2 separate regions of the Rattus norvegicus genome follow, and region 1 is linked to region 2. The links are chromatin contacts, called in public Hi-C maps. All regions are on one chromosome and are shown on one strand. The core of a region is the stretch at or near the end of the contact, and the rest is flanking DNA. Distances in the headings are between cores, read along the strand shown.

Region 1 (6,704 bases), core at 2,466-4,965, 280 kb before region 2:
AAGCAACCCATAGAGTACATGAAGGAGGAGCTGAATACAGGGCCCCGAGTGTGAAACCAAGAGCCAGGCCTGCTTTCAATTTAAAGAAATTAGCTTTAATTTGTGCGGTGGTGGAGCACACCTTTAATCCCAGCATTCAGGAGGCAGAAGCAGGAGGATTTCCAAGTTCCAGGACAGCCAGGACTGTACAACAAAACCCTGTCTCAAAAAGAAAAAAAAGCTTTTTGTTGTTTTATTTAGTGGGCAGTATCACAAACAGCATATGTAGTATGAGAGAGTGTAGACTCCGTTTAATAAGAAAACTGTCGGGCTGGAGAGATGGCTCAGTGGTTAAGAGCATCGTCTGCTCTTCCAGAGGTCCTGAGTTCAATTCCCAGCAACCACATGGTGGCTCACAACCATCTGTAAAGAGATCCGATGCCCTTGTCTGTACCTAGTGTGTATCTGAAGACAGTTACAGTGGACTTATATATAATAAATGAATAAATTAAAAAAAAAATAAGAAAACTGTCCTTCAGAAAGCATTGTGGCTTGTCTGGGAAGAAAGCCTACAGAACGTGAGCCCTTGCCTCAGCAGTGAGGTCTCGACTTAGGGTTAGAGTCTGAAAGGATGCTAACTGTGTCGCTACTTGCTGTGGACGCACAGGCTTCTTCCAAATGGAAACACCAGAGTTCCACAGCCCGCCAGCCCAGGGGCACACCTGTGACATCAGCACCGAGAAGGGGGAGGCAGGAAGATCGCTTGGTTTAGGTCAGTCAGGGTTATAGTTTGAGGCCAGCCTAGGCCTCAGGGCTAAGATCCTGTCTCAAAGGAAAAAAATGTTCTCACGCCTTGTCCTCATGAATTTCTTTTTTTTTTTTTTTTTTTCCCTTTTATTTTTTTTGGAGCTGGGGACCGAACCCAGGACCTTGCGCTTGCTAGGCAAGCGCTCTACCACTGAGCTAAATCCCCAACCCCATGAATTTCTTCTTAAATGTGTGGATTCTTTGTATGTATGTCTATGTATCATGTGCACACCTCGTACCTTTGGAGCCCAGAAAGGGAGTCAGACTCCCTAGAATTGAAGCTACAGTTGGAAGCCAGTGCTGTAGGTGATGGAAATCAGACCTCTGCAAGGGTAATCAGTGCCCTTAACCACCAGGCCCTCTCTCCAGTCCTCTCGAAGTGTGTGTGCGTGTGCGTGTGCATGCATGTGTGCATGCATGTGTGCGCCCTGGCTGTCCTAGAACTCACTCTGTAGACCAGGCTGGCCTCAAACTCACAGAGCTCTGCCTGCCTCTGCCACCTGAGTGCTGGGATTAACAGCGTGCACCACCACCACCCAGCTGTATGTGTGTGCTTCTCCTGATAGTTTGAGGTCAGATTGATCCAGAAAACTGTACAATTCTTTGTAAAGAACTTTATTTTAGTTATTTTATTCTACAGCAAAATACTCACTGGGGCTGGTGAGGCGTGGAGACCGTCTTCCTTTGTGGCAGAATGTTTGAAACTGGAACAGTGAGCATGCCTCATGTCTGGGAAGCTCTGGCACTGGTGTGACTGGCTCCCCAGCACCACATGATACTGGGCATGGTGGTGCACGCCTGCATCCCCAACATTCAGGTGGGGGACAGGGGATGCATTGAAAGTTTGAAGTCACCCTGGGCTACACTGTGAGTTCCAGGTCAGCCATGGGTACATAGTGAGACTGTCAAAAACAAGAAGGGAATTAGATGTAGAACTGTTTTGAGCAACCAAATTGTGCAGGACCACTGGTCACCTAGGAGAGAAGCATCCCCATCTTCCCTGGGCTTGTCTAGAGAGCTGCTTCAGAGGGGAAGCTGGGAGACAGTGGTCCAGCTTGGTTGTCCCTCGCTGACCTACATACATTTATACTGCGATTCACTTGATAGCTTGTCCTTTTACAGCCAGTGACAGGACCCAGGGCTTGTGCATGTTAGCTGTACTTCACTCCTGAGCTGGATCCCCAAACCCAGCTGTACTCAATAAGATTGCTTGGTTTGGGGGTTGGGGATTTAGCTCAGTGGTAGAGCGCTTGCCTAGTGAGCGCAAGGCCCTGGGTTCGGTCCCCAGCTCCGAAAAAAAGAAAAAAGAAAAAAAAAAAGATTGCTTGGTTTGTTTTTGGCGTTTGTAGTTGTTTGTTTTGTTGGGACTGAAACAGGTGTACCACTCCGGCTCTTTATAAGAGTGTTTCATAGTTGAATTGTCTACATAATTACTGTTCAGGGCATGAAACCCACTCTATGCCAAGTACCAGCGTGTAGCTTGGCCTGGCTTAGATGTTCTTGTGTAGCCAAGGATGACCTTAAACTTCTGAGCTTCCTGCCCCCACTAAGGGCTGGGCTTCTGTGGAATGTAGTTTGGGGTGCAGGGGGTGGTGTCCAAGCCCAGGGCTTCTTGCATGCTAAGCAGACATTACCAACTGACCCAGATGGTTGCTGGTTTCATTGGTCATGGTTGCTTGGCTTGTTTTGTTTTTTTTTAAGACAGTGTTTCTCTGTGTGGCCCTGGCTATCACGGAACTTGCTCTGTAGACCAGGCTGGCCCGGAACTCACTGAGCTCCACCTGCCTGTGCCTCCTGAGTGCTGGGATTAAAGGTGTGTATGCGCCTGGCTGTTTTAGAGACAAGGTGCCAGTAGCCTTAAAATCTGGAACTCTTGTGTAGTTGAGTGAGGCCCTGGACTCGGTCGTTCCACTGACCCAGCATGCAAGCATAAACCACCATGCTGGCTTCAACACTCAACAGCCCTTCTTCCCCGTCTGGATTGGAATCGCAGGCTTGTAGATCTTTCCAGGTTTTGGGGCCAAGCAGATCTAGCATGAACTCTTTAAGAACAGGAATGGTGTTTCCCACCAGCATTTAGCAGTGTCTGTGGCACAGTCACATACGCTATCTGTGTGTTTAGTGAAAACCCAGGAGTGTGGTGTGAGGTGAGCACACGAGCTGGATGGCGGCTGTAAGGTAGATGTAGCTCGGATGTAACAGGGATGTACGTGGCCATAACACGTCTTCTTTCCACTCTTTGCAGGATCTGCTGAATGAGGCAAAACAGAGACTCAGCAAGGTGGTAAAAGATACGACCAGGTACCAGGTGCTGCTGGACGGGCTGGTCCTCCAGGTACGCTTCTATGCCCAGGCTGCACACACAGCTGCGGTTCTAAGGCCTTTAAAAACGTCTGCCAGAGAGCGGCTCCGTTCCCCCTAACTGCTTTCTTCCTCTTTCCTGTGTCTGGTGTGTTGCATAAGATGGCGACATCTCATCTGTCTAAGACTTGAGGGTGTTACCTTTTTTTTGGTTCTTTTTTTCGGAGCTGGGGACCGAACCCAGGGCCTTGCGCTTCCTAGGCAAGCGCTCTACCACTGAGCTAAATCCCCAACCCCAAGGGTGTTACTATTATTCCCTCTGATTATAGGGTTCTTCCTACCTTTCTGGTTAAATCTGCCGGCCTGCAGTTTTACTCTCCCGCATTGATTCGACCTTTGAAACACTTGGCTTTAACCTCACGGTTAGTGCTGAGGACATAGTTTGGTGGTAAAGGCACAATGCTCGTTTAACATGTGAGAGACCCGCAGGTCCAATCCCTAGCACTGCACAAACAGAAAAGTCAAGCAGTTGTTTGCTCCTGGGTTATGGTCTCTTTCTCTTACTCATGTTAATCCAGAGTGCTTGTCCTCAGTCCGGCTAACAGGACTCCATGGGAATTTCATTGGCCATTCAAAGTCCATGGTTCCAGTCTGTGTCGATGTTAATACCAGGCCGTGTAATCTGTGTTCTCGTGCTGCCTGTGGTCTTTGCAGCTTCCCGGTGACACCGGAAAGAACTGCAGGACACTGCTGTGCTGTATTTTCCTCTACAGACTCTGCTGCTTTCTTTTTACAGGGCTTGTACCAGCTGTTGGAACCTCGAATGATTGTGCGCTGCAGAAAACAAGATTTCCCTTTGGTGAAGGTAAAAACCTTTGTTACTATTATTATTAGCAGTAGTTGTCATTGCTGTTGAAAAAAAGGGGTCAAAGTGTTACAGTTGGTAGAATGATATCACTTAGGGAAGTCAGGGCAGGACCTCGAGGCAGGAACTAAGGCAGAGGCTGGGGAGAGTGATGCTTACTGACTGGCTTGCTCACCCTTGAAACAGGGTCTCAAGTTCCTGGTTGACCCGGAGCTTGCTATGTAGAGTAGACTGGCCTTGAATTCAGAGGGATCCTCTTACCTCTGAATCTAGCTGGAATTAAGCGCATGCGTTACGACACCCAACTTTCACCTGTTTTCTTGTAGAGCTCAGACCACCAGCCATGGGTGGTAGCACCCACGATAGGCTGAACCCTCCCACATCAACCACTAATTAAGAAAATGCCTTGCAGACATTCTTACCTGCAGGACAGTCTTACGGGGACATTTTCCCCGTTGATAGTCCTCTTGCCAAGGAACTTTAGCATGTGTCAAGTTGACATAAAACTAGCCAAGACAATGATATGTAGTAGTATCCAGTATATAAGACAGACTGGGGGGCTGGAGAGATGGCTCAGCGGTTAAGAGCCCCGACTGCTCTTCCAGAGGTCCTGAGTTCAATTCCCAGCAACCACATGGTGGCTCGCAACCATCTGTAAAGAGATCCGATGCAGGTTTGGGGATTTAGCTCAGTGGTAGAGCGCTTGCCTAGGAAGCGCAAGGCCCTGGGTTCGGTCCCCAGCTCTGAAAAAAAGAACCAAAAAAAAAAAAGAGAGATCCAATGCCCTCTTCTGGTGTGTCTGAAGACAGCTACAGTGTACTTATATATAATAAATGAATAAATCTTAAAAAAAAAAATACAGCAAATACGTAGGCGAATGCTAGCAATAATCCACTGAACTGAGAAAGGGACCCCCATTGAAGGAATCAGAGAAAGGATTGGAAGAGCTTGAAGGGGCTCAAGACCCCATATGAACAACAATGCCAAGCAACCAGAGCTTCCAGGGACTAAGCCACTACCCAAAGACTATCCATGGACTGACCCTGGACTCTGACCTCATAGGTAGCAATGAATATCCTAGTAAGAGCACCAGTGGAAGGGGAAGCCCTGGGTCCTGCCAAGACTGAACCCCCAGTGAACTAGACTGTTGCGGGGAGGGCGACAATGGGGGGAGGATGGGGAGGGGAAGCCCATATAGAAGGGGGGGGAGGGGTTGGGGGATGTTGGCCCGGAAACCGGGAAAGGGAATAACAATCGAAATGTAAATAAGAAATACTCAAGTTAATAAAGATTAAAAAAAAACCAACTGGGCACAGGCAAAATGGCTCCACAGGTAAAGCTGTGGAAAGATAGAGGTATTCCTCCCTATAAGTTCTCCTCTGACCTTTGTGTATTCACAAATGAAGATGGTAAAAACAAAAGTTTTTAAAGTGGCCCATGCTTTGCTTGTTTATTCTCGGTAGAAGCACCTTCTGTCTTTTGGTGTCTGTCTGTCTGGGGCTTCCTATATAGACCAGGCTGGCCTCAAACTCACCTGACTCCCAGGTGAGTCATAGTACCTGGCCTTCACCCTTTTATTTAAGATTCTTGAAGCTGGAAGTTTGCTTTTATTGCCACTCCAGTGAAGCAGCCACAGTTGAGAAGTAGTATGTGGCAGGTCTCTGAAGTGGCTGCTGTGAGCCAAATGCCTGAGGAAGCTCTTGAGGAAGGAAGGGCTGTACAGTTTTCTGAGCGGTCGTGCTGTTCTCCATACCTGCCCTCAGTGCACAGAAGACTCTCGTGTCCTCAGACTCGGCAGTGCTTCAGTTAAATTGTTTTTGTGTGTGGGTCTTCTGCCTGCATGTAGCATCTGTGTGCCTGGTGTCCTCCCAGGCCTGAACAGGGTGGTGGGTTCTCTGGACCTGGACTCAAATGGCTGTGATCTGCCTTGTGGGGTTCTAGGAATCATGCCCTAGCCCTCTGGAAGAGCCTTTGTTCTTAACCTAACCAGCTCTCCAGCCAAGTGAATTCTTCATTGTTGCTGTCTCAAGGGCCGTGAAGCCTCTTAGGAAGCCTCGGAAGCTGCCAAAGCTCCATCCCCACCATACCGCTGACCACACTGCCGCCCACACCTCACACCTGAGCTGGTTGGCACTGTCCCTGGAGTCCCTGGTATGTCCAGTTGCCAGGCCCATTGAATAATCTTTACAGAAGACCTATGTCTCTTCCTCCCACCTGTGTGCAGACTCCCATTTTTTTTTCCCCCTCTTCCTCAGGAATGGCATCGTTAGGACCTCAGCAACAAAACTTGCTTTTACTTGAAAATCTTTCATTGTTTTCTGTTTGTTTTCCCCAGGCTGCAGTACAGAAAGCAATACCTATGTATAAAATTGCCACCAAAAAAGATGTTGACGTCCAGATTGACCAGGAGGCCTACCTGCCTGAGGACATGTACGGATCTCTGTTAAAGCTGCTTCTGGTTATTGGACTGACCTTGGTGCTAAGCCTCTCAGAAAGCGTTTTATCTATTGTTACTGGGGTTGTGGGGAGCAGTTGGTTTCTATCGCTGCAGCACCATGACCGAAAACGGGAGGAAACGGTTTGGCTTACACCTGGCCAATCACATCCCATCTCTGAAGGAAGTCAGAACAGGAACTTAAGCAGGGCAGGACCTGGAGGCAGGAGCTGATGCAGAGGCCAAGGAGGGTGCTGCTTACTGGCTTGCTTCTTATGACATACTCAGCTAGCTTTCTTATAGAACCCAAGCCCACCC
Region 2 (6,534 bases), core at 613-3,112:
GTTTGTTTTTGTTTTTTAACTTTATTATAAAAAGAATTGGAGAAAAAAAGTCACAGACCCAGACTACACAGTTCAGTGAACTTCCGTAGTAGCCATTCAGAACAGAAGCTGTGTTTTACACTTTCTCTCTCATATGTTTTTATGTATCCTGTTGCTTTCAGAGGCACTCTCACCATTTGCATCCCCACTCTGGGCAGGATGGGTTGAAGACTGAGTTCTGAAGACTCCTATCTGGTGAGGGGTAAAATATGTTTTCACAGGAGGCTGTCACTAGAACAAGTGTGGATACAATTAAAGGCTACTAGCTGCTAAATCGGTTTCTTTATATTACTACTACTACTACTACTACTACTACTACTACTACTACTACTACTACTATTATTTAGACAATGTCTTGGGGTGATCCTCCTGCCAGCCTCTGGAGCGCTGGGATTATAGGTATGAGCCACCACTCACCGTTTCCTAAATTAGTTTATTTGAATAGCAGGAAGAGGTTAAAAAAAAAACCTATACAGCTGTATCTCTTGGCTGGAATGTGCTGTGTGCCATGGCAGGTTTGACTAACGGCAATACATCTTCCAATTTTTCCTCAACAGTGGTTACTGTGATTTTTTTTTTCCTTTTTCTTTTTTTTCGGAGCTGGGGACCGAACCCAGGGCCTTGCGCTTCCTAGGCAAGCGCTCTACCACTGAGCTAAATCCCCAACCCCCTGTGATTTCTGATCTTAGCCTTCAAAGCTGAGAAGCCATGCACACAACTGAAGTGAGATACACTGTAGGCTCACTCCCCCCCCCTCTACCCCCACTGACTGAAGCATTCTCTCCGCAGAGTGCTTAGCTGTACACCTTACATGTTTGTTGAATTCATTATCTGACTTCTGACATTATCTGACTTCCGACAATGACCATTTTCACCTTGTTTTCGCACATCAATACCCACCTACCTACCAAGTGTGAATCAAGGAGATCATTCAACATGTGGCTTTCCCGGGTTTTGGGTCAGAGCCCACAGGAAATAGGACTGTCACGCATGTTTACCGAATAAAAGGATTTTTAAAGAGTAAGATGCAGCGCCGGGCTGGAGAGATGGCTCAGTGGTTAAGAGCATTGACTGCTCTTGCCAAGGTCCAGAATTCAATTCCCAGCAACCACAAGGTGGCTCACAACCATCTATAATGGGATCTGTGCCCTCTTCTGGTGTGTCTGAAGACAGCGACAGTGTGCTCATATGCATAAATAAATAAATAAAATCTTTTTTTTTTTTTTTGGTTCTTTTTTTCAGAGCTGGGGACCGAACCCAGGGCCTTGCGCTTCCTAGGTAAGCGCTCTACCACTGAGCTAAATCCCCAGCCCTATAAAATCTTAAAAAAAAAAAAAAAGCAGCACTCCATTCAACATTCTTTGGATGAAGCTCAGAGGACGTGGGCCTCAAAACAAAGTTCTTCTTCCTCAACCTCGGATTCAAAGTCAGGCTGCCTAGTTCCACACGGTCGCCCCAGCTCCAAAAAGTCACCAAGTAAGGTTTCTGGAGTTGAGACTTCGGCCGAGAAACACGCTTCCGGAAGTCAGCAGATGCACTGATTGGTCAGGTGTCTGTCCTCCCAGCCCGGGTGGCCGCGCTCACCAACTTGCTGACCCCAAGTCTCCTCTCGGCGAAGCGAGAGACTCAGAGCCTCTCTATACAACTACAGAGACGCGAACGCCGCCCGCACGCTCTCTGCTCCGCACTGGGACTTCGAGTCCGTGGAGTATGGTCGGACTACCACCCCCGAGAGGCTCCGCGCGGGCGGCCGCTGATTGGTTGCTCGGTTGTGCGCGGGGAGGGGGCTCCAGAGTAGGCGAGACCCGCAGTCTACGCGTGCGCGCGACGAGCGCGATGGCTGCGCTCGCCCGGCTGGGGGTTCTCGGCCCCGGGCGCTGTCTGTGGAAGCTGCCTGTGCGCCTGTCCGCGGAGTTCCAGGGCTACGGACCCCGGAGGGGCTACGTCGCGGACCGCGCTGAGGTGAGGACGCATGGGGTCTGCACTCCCAGGGCTGGTGGGTGGGAGGGCCGTGCGGGGCATCGAGCATCCTGGCCTGGGGCCGCCCTCCCGGAGACCGTGGAGCCGCGGAATCCTTGGTCCTTTACGAGGCGGTGTCCGGGTGCTCACCTTCCGCCCGCTGGAAGAGTCCGTGTCCCAGGAAAACGATCCGAACCAAACCCAGGTCAGCGTTGCGTGGGTTCGCAGCTCCTTCCCGCGCGTCAGGAATGTTCCTCAGCAGTTAATTCGTTTCCACTTCTGTTTGAAGTAAAGACTTGCGGATTCGTATTTCTAAAAAGGTAACTGAATATGACCAGTGTACGGCTCAGGAGTGCAGCCGTCAAGGCAAAGGAGCTTTTATCATCATCATCATCATCATCATCACCACCACCACCACCACCACCACCACCACCACCACCACCACCATGATCAGTGTGTGTGTGTGTGTGTGTGTGTGTGTGGGAGAGAGAGAGAGAGAGAGAGAGAGAGAGAGAGAGAGAGAGAGAGAGAAAGAGAAGTAGGTATATGTAGGTAGGTTAGAGAACAACTTTGAGGATCTCACCTTCCAGTGTGTGTTGTATGGAACTCATATGTCTTCAGGTTTACAAAGCAAACTCTTTTTTTTTTTTTTTTCTTTTTTCCGGGGCTGGGGATCGAACCCAGGACCTTGTGCTTCCTCATAGCAAACTCTTTTAACAGCCATCTTGCTGGGCTTTGATTTTTTTTTTTTTATGTGAGTTTCCAAAAATTAAGAGAGAGTATGAATTCCAAATTTTTTTTTAAAGATTTATTTATTCATTTATTATATATAAGTACACTGTAGCTGTCTTCAGATACACCAGAAGAGGGCATCGGATCTCTTTACATATGGTTGTGAGCCACCATGTGGTTGCTGGGAATTGAACTCAGGACCTCTGGAAGAGCAGTCAGGTGCTCTTAACCGCTGAGCCATCTCTCCAGCCCGAATTCCAAATTTTTATCTTTCAGATAAACAGTCACAGCGTTTTGGCATGCCTGCTTATCTCTCCCACTTTGCAGCTGTAAGACTTTAAATCCTGGGGTTCTTATCATTTCAACCCTAAACTATGTGGGAACCTTTAAAAAGAGGTGTTTTATTTATTTATTTATTTATTTATTTATTTATTTATTTGTTTTTATTAACTTGAGTATTTCTTATTTACATTTCGAGTGTTATTTCCTTTCCCGGTTTCCAGGCAAACATCCCCCTAATCCCTCCCCCTCCCCTTCTTTGTGGGTGTTCCCCTCCCCATCCTCCCCCCATTGCCACCCTCCCCCCAACAATCACGTTCACTGGGGGTTCAGTCTTAGCAGGACCCAGGGCTTCCCCTTCCACTGGTGATCTTACTAGAATATTCATTGCTACCTATGAGGTCAGAGTCCAGGGTCAGTCCATGTATAGTCTTTAGGTAGTGGCTTAGTCCCCGGAAGCTCTGGTTGCTTGGCATAGTTGTTCATAAGGGGTCTCGAGCTCCTTCAAGCTCTTCGAGTTCTTTCTCTGATTCCTTCAACGGGGGTCCTATTCTCAGTTCAGTGGTTTGCTGCTGGCATTCGCCTCTGTATTTGCTGTATTCTGGCTGTGTCTCTCAGGAGCGATCTACATCCTGCTCCTGTCGGCCTGCACTTCTTTGCTTCATCCATCTTGTCTAATTGGATGACTGTATATGTATGGGCCACATGTGGGGCAGGCTCTGAATGGGTGTTCCTTCTGTATCTGTTTTAATCTTTGCCTCTCTATTCCCTGCCAAGGGTATTTTTGTTCCCCTTTTAAATAAGGGGTGAAGCATTCACATTTTGATCATCCGTCTTGAGTTTCCTGTGTTCTAGGCATCTAGGGTAATTCAAGCATTTGGGCTAATAGCCACTTATCAGTGAGTGCATACCATGTGTGTTTCTCTGTGATTGGGTTACCTCACTCAGGATGATATTTTCCAGTTCCAACCATTTGCCTACGAATTTCATAAAGTCATTGTTTTTGATAGCTGAGTAATATTCCATTGTGTAGATGTACCACATTTTCTGTATCCATTCCTCTGTTGAAGGGCATCTGGGTTCTTTCCAGCTTCTGGCTATTATAAATAAGGCTGCTATGAACATAGTGGAGCATGTGTCTTTTTATTATTTTTTTTTAAAGATTTATTCATTTATTATATATAAGTACACTGTAGCTGTCTTCAGATGCACCAGAAGAGGGCATCAGATCTCTTTACAGATGGTTGTGAGCCACCATGTGGTTGCTGGGAATTGAACTCAGGACCTCTGGAAGAGTAGTCGGGTTCTCTTAACCACTGAGCCATCTGTCCAGCCCGCACGTGTCTTTTTTATATGTTGGGGCATCTTTTGGGTATATGCCCAAGAGAGGTATAGCTGGATCCTCAGGCAGTTCAATGTCCAATTTTCTGAGGAACCTCCAGACTGATTTCCAGAATGGTTGTACCAGTCTGCAATCCCACCAACAATGGAGGAGTGTTCCTCTTTCTCCGCATCCTCGCCAGCATTTGCTGTCACCTGAGTTTTTGATCTTAGCCATTCTCACTGGTGTGAGGTGAAATCTCAGGGTTGTTTTGATTTGCATTTCCCTTATGACTAAAGATGTTGAACATTTCTTTAGGTGTTTCTCAGCCATTCGGCATTCCTCAGCTGTGAATTCTTTGTTTAGCTCTGAACCCCATTTTTTAATAGGGTTATTTGTCTCCCTGTGGTCTAACTTCTTGAGTTCTTTGTATATTTTGGATATAAGGCCTCTATCTGTTGTAGGATTGGTAAAGATCTTTTCCCAATCTGTTAGTTGCCGTTTTGTCCTAACCACAGTGTCCTTTGCCTTACAGAAGCTTTGCAGTTTTATAAGATCCCATTTGTCGATTCTTTTTTTTTTTTTTTTTGGTTCTTTTTTTCGGAGCTGGGGACCGAACCCAGGGCCTTGCGCTTCCTAGGTAAGTGCTCTACCACTGAGCTAAATCCCCAGCCCCCATTTGTCGATTCTTGATCTTAGAGCATAAGCCATTGGTGTTTTGTTCAGGAAATTTTTTCCAGTGCCCATGTGTTCCAGATGCTTCCCTAGTTTTTCTTCTATTAGTTTGAGTGTATCTGGTTTGATGTGGAGGTCCTTTATCCACTTGGACTTAAGCTTTGTACAGGGTGATAAGCATGGATCGATCTGCATTCTTCTACATGTTGACCTCCAGTTGAACCAGCACCATTTGCTGAAAATGCTATCTTTTTTTCCATTTGATGGTTTTGGCTCCTTTGTCAAAAATCAAGTGCCCATAGGTGTGTGGGTTCATTTCTGGGTCTTCAATTCTGTTCCATTGGTCTATCTGTCTGTCTCTGTACCAATACCATGCAGTTTTTATCACTATTGCTCTGTAATACTGCTTGAGTTCAGGGATAGTGATTCCCCTGAAGTCCTTTTATTGTTGAGGATAGTTTTAGCTATCCTGGGTTTTTTGTTTTCCAGATGAATTTGCAAATTGTTCTGTCTAACTCTTTGAAGAATTGGATTGGTATTTTGATGGGGATTGCATTGAATCTGTAGATCGCTTTTGGTAGAATGGCCATTTTTACTATATTAATCCTGCCAATCCATGAACATGGGAGATCTTTCCATCTTCTGAGGTCTTCTTCAATTTCTTTCTTCAGAGTCTTGAAGTTCTTATTGTACAGATCTTTTACTTGCTTGGTTAAAGTCACACCAAGGTACTTTATATTATTTGGGTCTATTATGAAGGGTGTCGTTTCCCTAATTTCTTTTTTTTTTTTTTTTTTTTTTTGGTTCTTTTTTTCGGAGCTGGGGACCGAACCCAGGGCCTTGCGCTTCCTAGGTAAGCGCTCTACCACTGAGCTAAATCCCCAGCCCCGTTTCCCTAATTTCTTTCTCGGCTTGTTTCTCTTTTGTGTAGAGGAAGGCTACTGATTTATTTGAGTTAATTTTATACCCAGCCACTTTGCTGAAGTTGTTTATCAGCTTTAGTAGTTCTCTGGTGGAACTTTTGGGATCACTTAAATATACCATCATATCATCTGCAAATAGTGATATTTTGACTTCCTCTTTTCCGATCTATATCCCCTTGACCTCCTTTTGTTGTCTGATTGCTCTGGCTAGAACTTCAAGAACTATATTGAATAAGTAGGGAGAGAGTGGGCAGCCTTGTCTAGTCCCTGATTTTAGTGAGATTGCTTCAAGTTTCTCTCCATTTAGTTTAATGTTAGCAACTGGTTTGCTGTATATGGCTTTTACTATGTTTAGGTATGGGCCCTGAATTCCTATTCTTCCCGGGACTTTTATCATGAAGGGGTGTTGAATTTTGTCAAATGCTTTCTCAGCATCTAATGAAATGATCATGTGGTTTTGTTCTTTCAGTTTGTTTATATAATGGATCACGTTGATGGTTTTCCGTATATTAAACCATCCCTGCATGCCTGGGATGAAGTCTACTTGATCATGGTGGATGATTGTTTTGATGTGCTCTTGGATTCTGTTTGCCAGAATTTTATTGA

What was found. Hi-C and Micro-C count contacts between places; a contact is called where the count stands out from the background.
Region 1: a Hi-C map of liver shows a contact between it and region 2, with 2.2 times the contacts expected there. The contact joins the enhancer-like site here to the promoter of Hdhd5 in region 2. A contact is called at or near these places in 2 of 12 Hi-C or Micro-C datasets (the A7r5 cell line and liver).

The regions. Positions count from the first base shown.
Region 1 is chr4:155,699,937-155,706,640 of GRCr8, reverse strand. Atp6v1e1 (ATPase H+ transporting V1 subunit E1) reads left to right here. Exons shown (of 9, transcript NM_198745.3): 5 at 3,032-3,121; 6 at 3,884-3,952; 7 at 6,288-6,382. Among named protein-coding and RNA genes, the nearest start is that of Atp6v1e1, 13 kb to the left of the region's middle. Within about 2 kb of position 3,715, at least 1 of the 93 cell types and tissues checked has an H3K27ac peak or open chromatin away from gene starts, as enhancers often do. A contact at or near this core is called in liver, where this site is marked.
Region 2 is chr4:155,420,794-155,427,327 of GRCr8, reverse strand. It overlaps Hdhd5 (haloacid dehalogenase like hydrolase domain containing 5), which reads left to right and starts at 1,862. Exons shown (of 8, transcript NM_001107884.1): 1 at 1,862-2,001. The coding sequence starts at 1,876.